Regions from separate parts of the Muntiacus reevesi genome. Here region 1 is linked to region 2. A link is a contact called in public Hi-C data. All regions are on one chromosome and are shown on one strand. Each heading gives the region's core, a stretch centred on a gene start, on an enhancer-like site or on the middle of the called end of the contact. The rest is flanking DNA. Distances are from core to core; before and after follow the strand shown. Region 1 holds the start of ASF1B (anti-silencing function 1B histone chaperone). Region 2 holds the start of GIPC1 (GIPC PDZ domain containing family member 1).

Evidence for each region. Hi-C and Micro-C count contacts between places; a contact is called where the count stands out from the background.
Region 1: a Hi-C map of muscle shows a contact between it and region 2, with 5 times the contacts expected there. The contact joins the promoter of ASF1B here to the promoter of GIPC1 in region 2. A contact is called at or near these places in 2 of 3 Hi-C or Micro-C datasets (blood and muscle).

The regions. Positions count from the first base shown.
Region 1 is chr1:190,064,805-190,070,919 of mMunRee1.1, reverse strand. It overlaps ASF1B (anti-silencing function 1B histone chaperone), which reads right to left and starts at 2,926. Exons shown (of 4, transcript XM_065932046.1): 1 at 2,704-2,926. The coding sequence starts at 2,812. It overlaps LOC136165861 (a long non-coding RNA gene), which reads left to right and starts at 3,406. Exons shown (of 3, transcript XR_010662836.1): 1 at 3,406-3,522.
Region 2 is chr1:189,782,366-189,789,385 of mMunRee1.1, reverse strand. It overlaps GIPC1 (GIPC PDZ domain containing family member 1), which reads right to left and starts at 3,194. Exons shown (of 10, transcript XM_065917586.1): 1 at 3,051-3,194; 2 at 2,745-2,846; 3 at 2,478-2,591.

The sequences.
Region 1 (6,115 bases), core at 1,677-4,176, 280 kb before region 2:
AATCTGGCTCTAAGACTTGTTCAGGCAGTATCTCATGAATCTCTCAACTAAACTGGGGGAAAACACACCCAATGTATTGAATATAGACCCAGGCCTTGGATGCATATATTTCTAGATGCTGCTGAGGAGGAGAGACAGAGAGAGTAAAAGGGGTTCAGAGCCCTTGAGAAATGGCTCAGACTGGGGGTTGGGTGTTCAGACCTTCAGTTGCCAGGTAATAAGGCTGACTGAGACTTTCTCCAGAATCTAAGAGACTTCTAAAGCCAGGCCTACTCCATCTGTTTGGGAGGCAGGAGAGAAATCCTCTCTGCTCTGTGGGAAGAGGCAGAGAGCAAGCTGACAGGTCAGAGTGAAGCACAGCCCTACAGGTACAACCAGAGAGTCTAGACTTCCAGTCCACAGTTGGCTTTCCAACTGGAATTCCTCTTAGCAAAAGCTTTACTGTCCAGGTATAATTAATAATAGGACCCCGTTGTCCTCTTCTGTCCTGTTTATGTCCCACTTCTAAAAGAGTGGGTGCATTCTTTTCCAGTTTATAGCAAAGATAAAGAACCGTGGACTCAGAACTCAGAGACAAGACCTAGTGTTAATAATTCTACACACCAGCTGTGTGACCTTGGAAAAGTCATTTTGTTTCCATTAAAAAATAATAACCTTGGGGACAGAAAGAACTGTTTTTAGGGATTTCCCTGGTGGTCCAGTGGTTAAGAATCCACCTGCCAAAAAAGGGGACATGGGTTTGATCCCTGGTCCGGGAAGATCTCACATGCTGTGGAGCAACTACTTCTGGGCGCTACAACTACTGAAGCCTGCTCACCTAGAGCCTGTGCCCCTCAACAAGAGAAGCCACCGCAGCAAGAAGTCCAATGCACCACAACGAAGAGCTGTCACTGCTCACCCCAACTAGAGAAAGCCTGAGCAAAGCACCCAAGATCCAGCTCAGCCAATAATAAATAAATCTTCAATAAAATACAACACAAATAAAAAACAATGACCAGCAGGTTGACTTTAGACTCTCCTGATTCTATAAACAGATTAGTAAAGTAACAGGGCAGGAGCTTTGCAGGAATGAAAGTACTAGATAATGACCATGCAACCATTTTTAAATGCCAGGAGCACAAACAGGCTGATTGAAACCTGATCTCCTGCCATCTGGGAACTATGAATCCCTTCAACTATTAGCTCCTTACATCTCCTGGCTTTAAAATTAAATCTTATTCCACAGGGTCATTCTACACTTTATTTATTTATTTACACCCCGCCTTGTTCCAGAAAGGATTTAACTGGGCATATTCTATAGTTAGTCATAAGTAGAATGACTCCTTGATTTAAAAAGGAGAGAAAGCAGGGACTGATCCAATGGCCCCACCCAAGCACACCAACATCGAGAAACTCTTCAAAGCCATGCTAGTTGGAGAAGCCCATTTGCAGGCAAACCACCCACAACCACCGAGAGGTGCTAGTTAGAACAGCCTGGTCTTCCAGATCGCTACCTCCTTAAAGGCCGTCTCTTCTCTTTTAACCACGGAGTGGAGAAGAGATCTAATGGAAGTACTTCCTCCTGAAAGTGGTGCCAAGACTCGCTGAACGACCTTAGATCTTCCGGTTTTTATAGACCTTTACTTGAAAGGTCTTTTACTCTCTGTGGCTCCCGCCTTCTCATCTGTGAGATGAGAGCCATGTCCGCCTTTTGTCACAGGGATGAATAAGCACATCTGTGAAAGCACCTTGGAAAAGATGCACAAAAGGCTGTGACCTCCCAGATTGAAGCCAAACATCACCATGGCTCGGCCTGGCACACCCACCCCACACCGCGCAAGTCGAGGTCAGGCCATCAGAAGTGTTGCAAGCTTCGCTGCAGTGGGTCAGCAGGAATCCAGCAGGCCAACAGTAGGAACCAGCTAACGTCTGCCTGGCCATGCCACTCCTCAGATCTGAGTGTGTTCATTGAAGCCCACAGTCAGGGAGGAGGAAGGAAGAGGAGCTGGGGAGACCAGATTATCCTTAAACACTGGAGCATGAAGCCAGGTCATGCCTCTCTTGAGGGAGTAGAGGGTTGGGGCCAGATTAAGGGGGGAAGTCAGGTTCTAGGGTATGTGCTTTGAGGTAGAAAACAAGGTGTGTGTGTGTGTGCAGGGGTTGGGGTTAAGTATCAACAGGTAGGAGATATTATGGGGAGACAAATGGGGCGATAAGGATGCGTGAGGTCTTGCCAGAGAGGGAGGATATTCACAGGTAAAATGGGGGAGGAAGCTGCGGTTTTCAAATGGGACATGGCAGGGGGCTAGAACTTAAGATCTCCACAGGAAAAGAGTGAGGTGGGAGTGTCTCACCACAGGGGAGAGGGGATTGGTGGGGGAGGTTGGGTGGCTGGAATGGTAGTCTGCCCATACAGAAATAGAAGATGGGGAGGCTGAGGTCTCTACATAGAAAACAGGTGCTCAGGAGGAACGTCCCAGGCGAAAGAGGGGGATGAAATGGTCTCCACTAGGGGAAAAGAGGAGTAACCATGGGGGTGGGGTGGGATAGGGGTAGTCTCCAAGCGGGGGTTGGGGCTGGTGGGCGGGCTTTGGTTCAAGGGAGATCGCGGTTGGGGGAGGGGGAGAAAGGGGTGTGTTTGGCAGGGTTGGCCTCAGGCTTGTCTGCAAAGGGAGGTCGGGGTTAGCTCAGGGGTGTGGGGCCTCCACAAGGGCCCAATCTCACCGTCTGCCAGGGCCTCATTGCACTCAAAGCTGATCTCGAACCGGAAAGGGCTGTGGAAAGGGCTCGGATTCTCCAGCACCGCCACGTTCAATACTGACACTTTAGCCATCGCCTCGTCGGGTCGCGGCTGAGGCCAGAGCTGGGGCCGAGCCCGCGGCTGGGTCCTGTTGGGTTAGAGGAGAAGCTTAGTCCAAGTCCACTCCCGCCTCCTCTGACCGCGATCTGAAGTGCGTATCTAGTCCGCGCGCCTCCTTCAAATAGCCGGCTCTCACCCTACGGCCAATCACCGTCAACGCTCCAGGAATGCGCGAGCGCTTCCTCAGCCAATCCTGGAGCGCCGGTCGGCGCGCGCCGAGACTCCTGGGACCAATCCGTGGAGCTCCATCTCAGGGATAAGCGAGGGAGGCGGGACCGTCTCTAGGCTTCTTTGGTGTCCGCGGGGAACCAATCCCCAGAGTCTCCGACTCGGATGTCAAGGGCGGGTTGGGCGGGGTCAGAGCGCCGTCCGCGATTAGCCCCGCCTTTCCGGGAGACCCTTCCAGCTGGGGGCAGCGCAGTCAACCGCCGAGTGGTGGCGCACTGCGCTCGCTTAAGCGGGAAGGAAGGGCGGCGCTGGACTTGCAGTGATTGGCAGGCAGAAATGGGGCGGAGATAAGGCAGGCTTTCTGAGAGATGATTGGCTGAATTGGCTGCGGGGGCGGGAGAAGAGAAGACTCGGCCGGGGATTCGTGGAAGTGGAGCGGAAGTCGACCGCTAAAGCTGTTGAGAAGAGTGTGAAGAGAAAGGAGCAGCGTTTGCGGCATCGGCGTCTGTCAGCAGGTGAGCGTTGCCGGAAGTTTCTCTAAGGGGCTCCTGGCCCCGCAGGCCCAGCAGCCTGGGAGTCCGTTGTGAACGTTGTGAACGTTTAACTCACCCTTGAGGGGAGACGGTGCCGCGGTAACGCGGCGCTCTGGGGCCCGGTACCCGGTCGGGCCTGGTTCGAATCAGGTTCTTACTCGAGAGCCTCTGGGGAGGTTTCAGGTGGACGGCCCTAAATGGGATTTGGAATCCGGCCTCTGCCACGCACCACCCGAGGCCTCGTTTTCTTGCTCATTGAACGGGGTCATGAAAATTTACTGGCCTGACTTATGACTACATAATACATCTAGAAACTTCTCTCCACTCCCAGGCGTAGGCGGGACCACCGTCGCCCCCTGTCTGGAAGACTCGAGGGACCTCCGCACTCCCTCGCTCCGCTTCCACCGACGGCAACAAACCTAATCTTATAATTTTCTTTAGTAACCACGTTAAAAAATAAATATATATTTTAATATGTTAAACTTAATGTAGTATAGCCACAATATCATTTCAACATGTGATCGGTATTAAAATAAACACGAACCTGAGGTATCTTTTATCTTGTTACTTAGTATTAACGATTTGAAGACCTGTGTGTTTTACACGTTACACATCTGTGATCTGGACGCTACGTTTTCACCGGAAATAGTTGAGGTTTCATAAAACTTACAGTTGAAAGGGAGATTCACATGCCCAAATGTTTCCCAGCATACGTTAAAATTTCTCATGAACCCAATCTCATGTCAGTGATAAATTGAGATATTAATTGATGAAAGTTAAGCGACGTGGAATGTTCTGTTTCACAGTGGTACTAGCCACATTCAGTTGCTTGTGATCCCCTGTGGCTTCCGATATTGGATAGCCAATACCAACTTCAGCCAAACTGACCTTCTTTTTGTTTCATAAAATCTGACATGACACCCCCCACCTCTTTTCTGGTGCCTCGTTATTCAAGTCTCTCCTCAGATGTCTTCTGGGAGAATCCAAGAGCCCCCTGAACAGCCTTCAAATTCGTAGAACGTAAGCCTGAACAGTACATTTCAAGCCGCTAGCATTTCTTATCCATCCTTTGTAGCCTCATGATGCTCAGAATATTTTCTCTTTTTTTTTTTGTATCGCCATCTCAAATTAAGTAGGATTAAAAAGATTTTTCCCCCCATTGAAACAATTTGGCTGCAGGAAAATTCCCTTTATGATTGGCTCTGGGCTCTTGGCAGTCATTGGGCATCCTTAGGAATTTTTGTGACTTGAGAAGATCAAATTTTCAAATTATTTCCAAATGTAATTCAGTTGCTTATAAATATGAAATTTGATGAAGTTGTTTTGTTTTCTAGATATTAAACAGTTATTAATTACAACTTTGTAGTTTTCTTTCTGCATCGTGGAAGTTTTTTTCCTTTATCCTCAGCCCCAACATTTTCATAGCCCCTGAAAAGTTCATCAGTCACAAGCATTATGTCTCTGTCTATAATGTCTTCTCTCTACAGCTGGCTGAGTAATCTTCAGTTGTAAACCAGATCATGTCATTACTCTGCTTAAAACCTTCAAAGGCTTATCATACTTAGGATGAAACTTAAGATCTTCACTGTGGCTTAGGAGGCCCTGCACAGTGGCCTCAACTGACCTCATCTGCCAGTCTCCCTCTTGTCACCACTCCCAAGCCCTGCTGGCTTTATTTCCTGTCTTTCAAACACACCAAACTATTCCTGCTGCATGGCTTTGCACTTGCTGTTCCCTCTGCCTGGAATGTGTTTCCTTTAGATAATTGGCTGTCTCATTCTCCTCATATATGGTTCACCTCAGGTGTCTCTCCAGGAGAAGCCTTCTTGGACCACCCTAGTTAAACTAGACTTTCATTAATCACGAAAGCCTGCTTATTAGGAGTACTTATCAGAATCTGTAGATATGTTGATTTTTTTTTTTTTTTTTTTTTTTTTGGCTCTGCTGCATGGATTGTGGGATCTCAGTTCCTTGACTGGGGATTGAACCTGGGCCACAGCAGTGAAAGCCCCAAATCCTAACCACTAGACCACCAGGGAACTCTTATCATCCCTCAGTAGATTGAAAGCTGGTTGTGGACAGTGATCCCACCTGTCTCATACAGACCTCTCAGTGTATTTCCAGAGCTTAGCATAGGACCTCACATGTGGGAAGTTTCCAGTAGATTGTTTTTAAAAAAGAATAAATCTATATAAAGGGCTTACATGATACCTGGAGTGTGAAAAGTACTTCATAAACAAGAAACATTAGCAGTGCATAGTCATCATTTTTCTTAATATTTCAGGTGTACTCACTCAAAAAAGAATAAGAAATGCTATAACAAAGTACGTTTTTACTCCTTACCCAGCTTAAGAAGTAAAACATTAGGGATGTAATTGAAAGGCCTTATATATCCCTGCCTCAAACCTGTTCTTCCCTTTTTTCACATGTAACTATAATCTTGGATTTAGTGTTTGTTTATTTTTCTGTACCTGCTTGTACATCTTTAATAGATGTCTTTAAACTATATATAGTATTGTATGTCACGTTCTACAACTTTATAGAAATGATGCTGCTACAAAGTCTGGGGAAAACC
Region 2 (7,020 bases), core at 1,945-4,444:
AGATACTAGAAATAAAACACATTCTGAATGAATAAACCAGTACTGCTCTGTCAAGTTATTTCACTATACTCACTTAATGATGCTACTAAAAACAACAAAAAACCCCACATCATCACCTCCCCAGGCTCCCCTCCTACCACTTCCCATACATCTTAGCAGAATGCTAAGAACATAAATATTAAACCTGGATTCACCACTTATTAGTTGTGCAACTGTGGGCAAATGTCTTAACCTTTCTGAGTTCCAAAGAAATCATACATGTGTTTGGAACAGTTGCTGGCACACAATAAGAGTTCCACAAATGCTGGTGACAATTACTACTATTTCTATCTGTATCATCTTTAGTCAGCTGCCAAGATTCAAACTCCCTCCTTTATCTAGGGACCCCACATCCTGCTCACCAGTTCCCAACTTCCTTATTCTGCCTACACTTGATGCCCTGGTTCAGGTTGGCTTCATGTCTTACCCAGGACAGGGAAATAATGGTGGTAAGGAAAGTGGGTGGTGTTTATGAATTTGTTTTCCAGGCCAGAAGAGGCAGAGTGGCCTGGGTTCAAATCCCACCCCTGTCACTTACCAGCTGAGTGGCTGTGGGCAAGTCACTTCACTTGACAGGGCTTCAGTTTCCTCATCTGAAAAATGGGCAGAATTCCTGTCTCTCAGAGTGCTTACGGGAATCCAAAGAGTTTATGCAAGTAACTCAATTAGCACTTTGCCTGACATTTAATTTAAGAAAGTTATTATTACTCTCACTGTTATTACTGCCTCTTCCCTTGCCCTGCCCAGGAACATCCCAATCCTCTCTGCCTGTCAAGGCCTACTCCAGGCCACCTCCTCCAAGCAGCCTTCCTGGCTTGTCCCTGCCTGTTACAACCACCCCTGTGGTCCAGACAACTCAGGCCCATGGATTTAATTACATGCTGTTCTGGCAGAACTCTTGTCTTCCAGTCTTAGGCTGTTATTTAATTTTATGTCTCTATTTTAAAACATAAACCAGATCGTGTTGCTCCCCAGCCTCAAATCTTACATCGGTTTCCCACGTGATGGAAGAAAAGCTCTAAACTCCTTAATGTGACCCACAGATCCCCACAGAATCACACCCTGGGTTCTCTCCTGCCCCAGCCATACCATGCCAAGCTTGACCCAGCCTCAGAGCCTTTGCCTTGGCTGTGCCCCCTACCTGATCCTTACAAGGCCCAGCTTCTTTTTGTCATTCAGATCTTGGCTCCAAAGTTACCTCCTCTGAGATCCCCCTTTCTTACAGATTCTACCATGCCACTCCCTCATATTTTATTCATAGCATTTATCAACTTCTGCAAGTGTGTTTCGTATTTACTTGTTATTAACAACTTGTTTGTTGCCTGCTTCCCCCCAGTAGAATGGCAGCTGCCCAAGAGCAAGGATTTCTGTTGTGGTCACGACTATATCCTCTATGCCAGGAACAGTACCTGGCCTGTGGTGGTGGTTTAGTTGCTAACTTGTGTCCAACTCATGCGACGGCCACCAGGCTCCTCTGTCCATGGGATTTCCAGGCAAGAATACTGGAGTGGGTTGCCATTTCCTTCTCCAGGGGATCTTCTCGACCCAGGGATCAAACCTGTGTCTTCTGCGTTGGCAGGAGGATTCTTTACCACTGAGCCACTAGGGAAGCCCACCTGGCACATAGTAGATGCTTAATAAATACGTACAGAATGAATAATGTGTCTTATGCCTGCATTCTGACTACTCTCCGAGCCCCCCTATGCTCAGAACATGCCTACTGTACAGCTTCAAGCTGCCACCTCCCCACCACACTCCCAGTCTCCCCTTAAACTTGAACACAGGTATGGAGAAAATGAGCTTCAATTCAGCTCGTGGCACTGAGCAGGCTGGCTGGAATCCCACATCCCTACCCTCTCTTCACTGGGAAGGGCCCGGAACTTAACGAGCCTACAGCCACACAGAGTTGCAATGGGAGGAGCAGGAAATGGGGAAGGGGGTTCCTGAGAGCTCACGCAAGCTAGGGGAGGGGACACCACGCCCATGCTCCCCTTTTCGGCAGTGTACTGCTTGGAAGACGAGGGCGGGAGGCCTCTGAATCAGTCTTGAAAAACCGGCTCATGGGTGTTCCCAGGGAGAATGCCTACTATCTGGGGCCCAGGCCTCCTGGGGGGCCCAGCAGCCACAGGACCCCGGTGGCTCCCTGCCACCCACCTATCTCTCCCACAGATGTCACTCTCTTCTCAGGACCCAGTATTCTGGCCTTGCTTTTCCAGCTTTGGGGAAAAGGGATATGGGGGCAGCTTCCTGTCTGAGCAGCTGGTGAAAGCAACGACCAGCAGGTGTGCCCCAGATGGTGTGTCTAGTTGGAGGGAATGGAGTGGGAGGAGCTGGTCAGAAACACCTGAGCCCTGAAGCCACTGGATACCTAGTCTAGTGGCGGAGATTCCAGTTCTGGACTCTGAGGCATGGGTTTGAGTCCCACATCTGCCACTTACTCGCTGTGTGACCTTAGGCAAGACACTCCACCTCTCTGGGCCTGCTGCTTCACCTCTGAAAGAAGTAACAGCAACTTCCATGAGGGGTGATTCAATGATCCGCATGGTAAATACCTGACACGGAAGTGTTCAATGAATGCTAGCCCGGGTGATTTTTTTCATTATTACAATCGGGACCTCGGTTCTCCCAAGGCGCACCCCACCCCCTCCCCAGGCCCTGGACGATTGGGACAAGGCCAGCTTCTGGGACTTGCCCGAAATACCTACCCTGCGCCTGTCCCCGCCAGGACGGGAACTCTCCAGAGGTGCAGGGGGCTGGGGTGCGGCTGGAGATGCCATCCCGGCGCCGGGAGGCGTTCACCCCTGCCCCTAGAGGGAAGGCAGGCGGTCCTCGGGGAAGGGGACTCAGAGATTTCCCCCCGCCCCGCCCCTCCACCCCGCTCTGGGGCCGGCCCCACCCCGCAGGATCGGCCGAATCCCCGCGGGTCCGCGATCTCGCAGGTCTGCTCCGGGGTCCCCGCGAGCGGCCGCGATGGACCCCCCGCCCCGCCGCGCCTCGCAGGGTATACTCACCTGCGCCTCTGTAGCCGCCGACCGGCTCGCCCAGCTCGGCCCTCCGCAAACTCTGGCCCGGGCCTCTCCCGCAGCCACCGCCAGGGGGCGGGGCCGGCACCCGCAACTGGCCAATCAGAAGCGGCCGCTCGGCGCTCGCGGCCAATCCACTCCACGCCGCCCCGCTTCGGGTGGAACCCGAAGGAAACATTCCAGAGGGATCCCTGAGCTTCACTCGATTCTTCACGACACCTCCCCCGCGCCGCGGAGCGTTGGACCTTCCCGCCCCTCCTAAGCCGCGGCGGGCTGTACCACCGCGAGGCTGCGGAAGGGGGAGCTGAGGCCGAGCCCGAGCCAATCTCTGGGAGGAAGGAGGCCAGCGGCCAATGGGAAGCTGAGGCCCCTGGACCACGTGTTCTTGGCTAAGTGTCCGTGTGGGGTGCTGTGGGTGCTAAGAGGCGGGGGGGCTAGTCGTGGAAGTCAGGTGACCGATACTGAGTTTGGGGGTGGGGGGTGGGGGAAAGGATACAAACTTCCAAAGTCCAGAAAAGGGAACCCTTTAGAATACTCGGAGGGAGCCAAAGGCGATCCCTAATTCAGTCCTCCACTCGGCCTGCCCATGCCCCAGCTTGGCCATCCTCAGGGCAGATAAAAAGATGTATTCATTCTGGGCGGGTGGGCGGGGGACTGAGATGAATAGGGAGGGTCCCGCGTGTCCGGCGTCCTGGATGGACAATGGACAAGGGCATTCATTCATTCATTTACTCATCAAATATTTAAGTCGCTCCTGCCCCGTGCCAGGCTCTGTCCTATCTCAACAGATACGTCTACGAGTAAGCTGAATGAATGTTCTCTTAGTAAAGGGAACAGGGCATGCAGAGGCTTGGAGGGCGGACAGAGAGATACAATACTCTTTAGGAGAGAACAATAGCGAAGGAGCTTGCAACGCAGCTAGCAAAGCATCTTTAGGTTGCAGTGGAACGAAAGACAAAGGCAAAACGGTCTGTCCGCTTGCTGGTTGACCAGCGAATATTTATTGAGCACATATTATGTGCTAGATTACAAAAGATACCCAGCCAGGCCAAGTCTCAGCCCTCAGGGAGCTGACATTCACGAGTCTGTCTCCTTCATCTCTGTTGCCCCTCCGTCCTCCACCCTCCAGTCCTGAGAATGGCACAGAGCAGGGTTTCAGTATACATATGTGGATGAAAGAACTAGGTAATCTCACCATCTCCAGGTTTGGCTTGTAACTGGGATTTCTTAGGCAGACGCAGGTACAAGAAACAAAGACACAAATGCACCTTTCCCGGGTCAGGACAAACCTAGACAGCAGATTAAAAAAAAAAAAAAGCAGAGACTGTATAGTCAAAGCTGTGGTTTTTCTACTTGTCATGTAGAGATGTGAAAGCTGGACCATAAAGAAGGCTGAGCACTGAATAAGTGATGGTTTCGAACTGTGGTACTGGAGAAGACTCTTGAGAGTCTGTTGAACAGCAAGGAGATCAAATCAGTCAATTCTAAAGGAAATCAACCCTGAATACTCATTCCAAGGACTGATACTGAAGCTCCACCTTTGGCCACCTGATGCAAACAGCCGATTCACTGGAAAAGACCCTAATGCTGGGGAAGACTGAGGGCAGGAGAAGAAGGGGGCGAGAGAACATGAGATGGTTGGATGGCGTCACCAATTCAGTGGACATGATTTTGAGCAAATCATGATTTTGATGATCTCACTATTGGGAGATAGTGAAGGACAGGGAAGCCTGGCGTGCTGCAGTTCATGGGGTTGCAAGGAGTCAGCTACTATTTAGTGACTGAACAACAACAGGCCAGGACAGTCAGTTCCCAGGACAGATGAGATTTCCTTGTTCTAGGAACAACCCAGCCACTCGGACAGCTGGGGCCAGATCAGGGATTCACTGTGTGTTCTGGGAGTTGTAGTTCTTGGAGACTTCAACTGTTCAAGCCTCCTGGAATGATTGAGTCTTTGCAGTTCCCTGGGTGAGGTGAGTTGCTGCACATTCCAGCTGGGTTAGGGCCTGAGTGATAAAGTGAAGGGGAGAGTGGGCCCTGGGCTGTTGCTGAGGGCTGCCTGGCCAGCCCCACCCAGCTGGCAAATACTGAAACTGCTGTGGCAGCAGGCACAGCTATTGTCCTTCTCTTCCTGTTCTGCTGACCTCTGCCACCCCCACTGAGCTATCGATTGCCTCTGGCTGGGCCAGTGCTCTCTGTGGGACTGTGTCCACTGTGCTGCTTGTGCCTGACATCTGAGCTGCTTCCTTCTACACAGCTGGAGAGACGGTATGTGTGACATGGGGACAACAGAGTCCTGAGTGGAATCCACCTGAAGCCACCTGTTGACGGATGAGGAAGTGCCCAGGGAAGGGCGAGCAGGTTGCCCAAGGGCACAGAGCAACACTGGGTATCTCCTTCCTTCTTGATTTTATAGCTCAAGAAGTTGGGAGGCCCAGCTGGCGAGGAGCTCAGATTTTTTTTTTTTTTTAATATTTATTTTAAATTGGAGGATAGTTGCTTTACAATGTTGTGTTGGTGTCTGCTGTCCAACAGTCAGCTATAAGTATACATATATCCTCTCCCTCTGAGACTCCTCCCACCCACCCGCATCCCACCCGTCGAGGTCGTCACAGAGCACTGAGCTGAGCTCCCTTGTAATACAGCTGCTTCCCACTGGCTGCCTATTTTACACGTGATAGTGTTTATGTGTCAGTGTTTCTCTCTCAATTTGTCCCCCACGCCTCCATTAGGAGCTCAGATTTGAATGCTGCCTCTACCCTTGTGTGTGGGGAGTTGGGGGTGGAGTTCTGGAATGCCAACTAATAGATGCAGAAGGAAAGATCAGGTTAGAAAAGCACCATTTGTCTTCCACTAGAGGAATGATTGATTCAGACAATGCTTTGTTAAATGGGGCAGTAGATATTTACTGTCAAAGAACCAGCCCACATATCACTTGTTAATTTCAGCGGAGAAAAAGTTACCTTGGAAAAGGTGCAGTGGAGAAAGCTGGAAGTCACTACCTTAACCAAGTGATAAAAAGGTATGACCACTGAGAGAATAGGCTGTCCTCACTGTTACTACTGTGACGTATTACTCAGGAAGACACATCACCTTCGAAGAACCTGGTCCTGCCCGAAGTGCTTAATCTGAGTTTGATGGTTGTTGTTCAGTCGCTCAGTTGTGTCCGACTCTTTAAAACCCCTGGACTGCAGCATGCCAGGCTTCCCTGTCCTTCACCTTCTCCCGGAGTTTGCTCAAATTAATTACTAGGAAAAAAACAACAACAACAGACACAACCTGATGGAGGGACATTCTTTAAAAAACAAAAACAAAATGGTCTGGACTCTTCAAACAGATCCATGTCATGAAAGGCAAATTCAATCCATTAATTAAATGAATAAATGACTGGTAAATGGTTCTAGGTTGAAGGAGACAAAAGATAGAAGACAACTAAAATCAGTCTTTGATTCTTGATTGGATCCTTGATAAAAATTTCAAAAAATGGTAAAAGGGTTAGGATGGATATTCTTGGGATAATCTAGAATACTTGAATGTTGCCTGAATATTAGATAATAATGTCATATGCATGTTAAATTTCCTAAGGGTGAATGTTTTGTTGTGGTTACACAAGAGAATATTCTTATTCTTAGGATATAAACACTGATTTGCTTATGTGCTAAGTTGCTTGGTGGCTCAAACAGTAAAGCATCTGCCTACAATGCGGGAGACCTGGGTTCAATCCCTGGGTCAGGAAGATCTTCTGGAGAAGGAAATGGCAACCCACTCCAGGAAAACCCATGGATGGAGAAGCCTGGTAGGCTACAGTCCATTGGGTCGCAAGGAGTCGGACACGACTGAGCGACTTCACTTTCACTTTCACTAAGTCGCTTCAGTCATGTCCCACTTTTTTCGACCCCATGAACTGTGGACCGCCAGGCTGCTCTGTCCATGGGATTCTCCAGGCAAGAATAGTGGA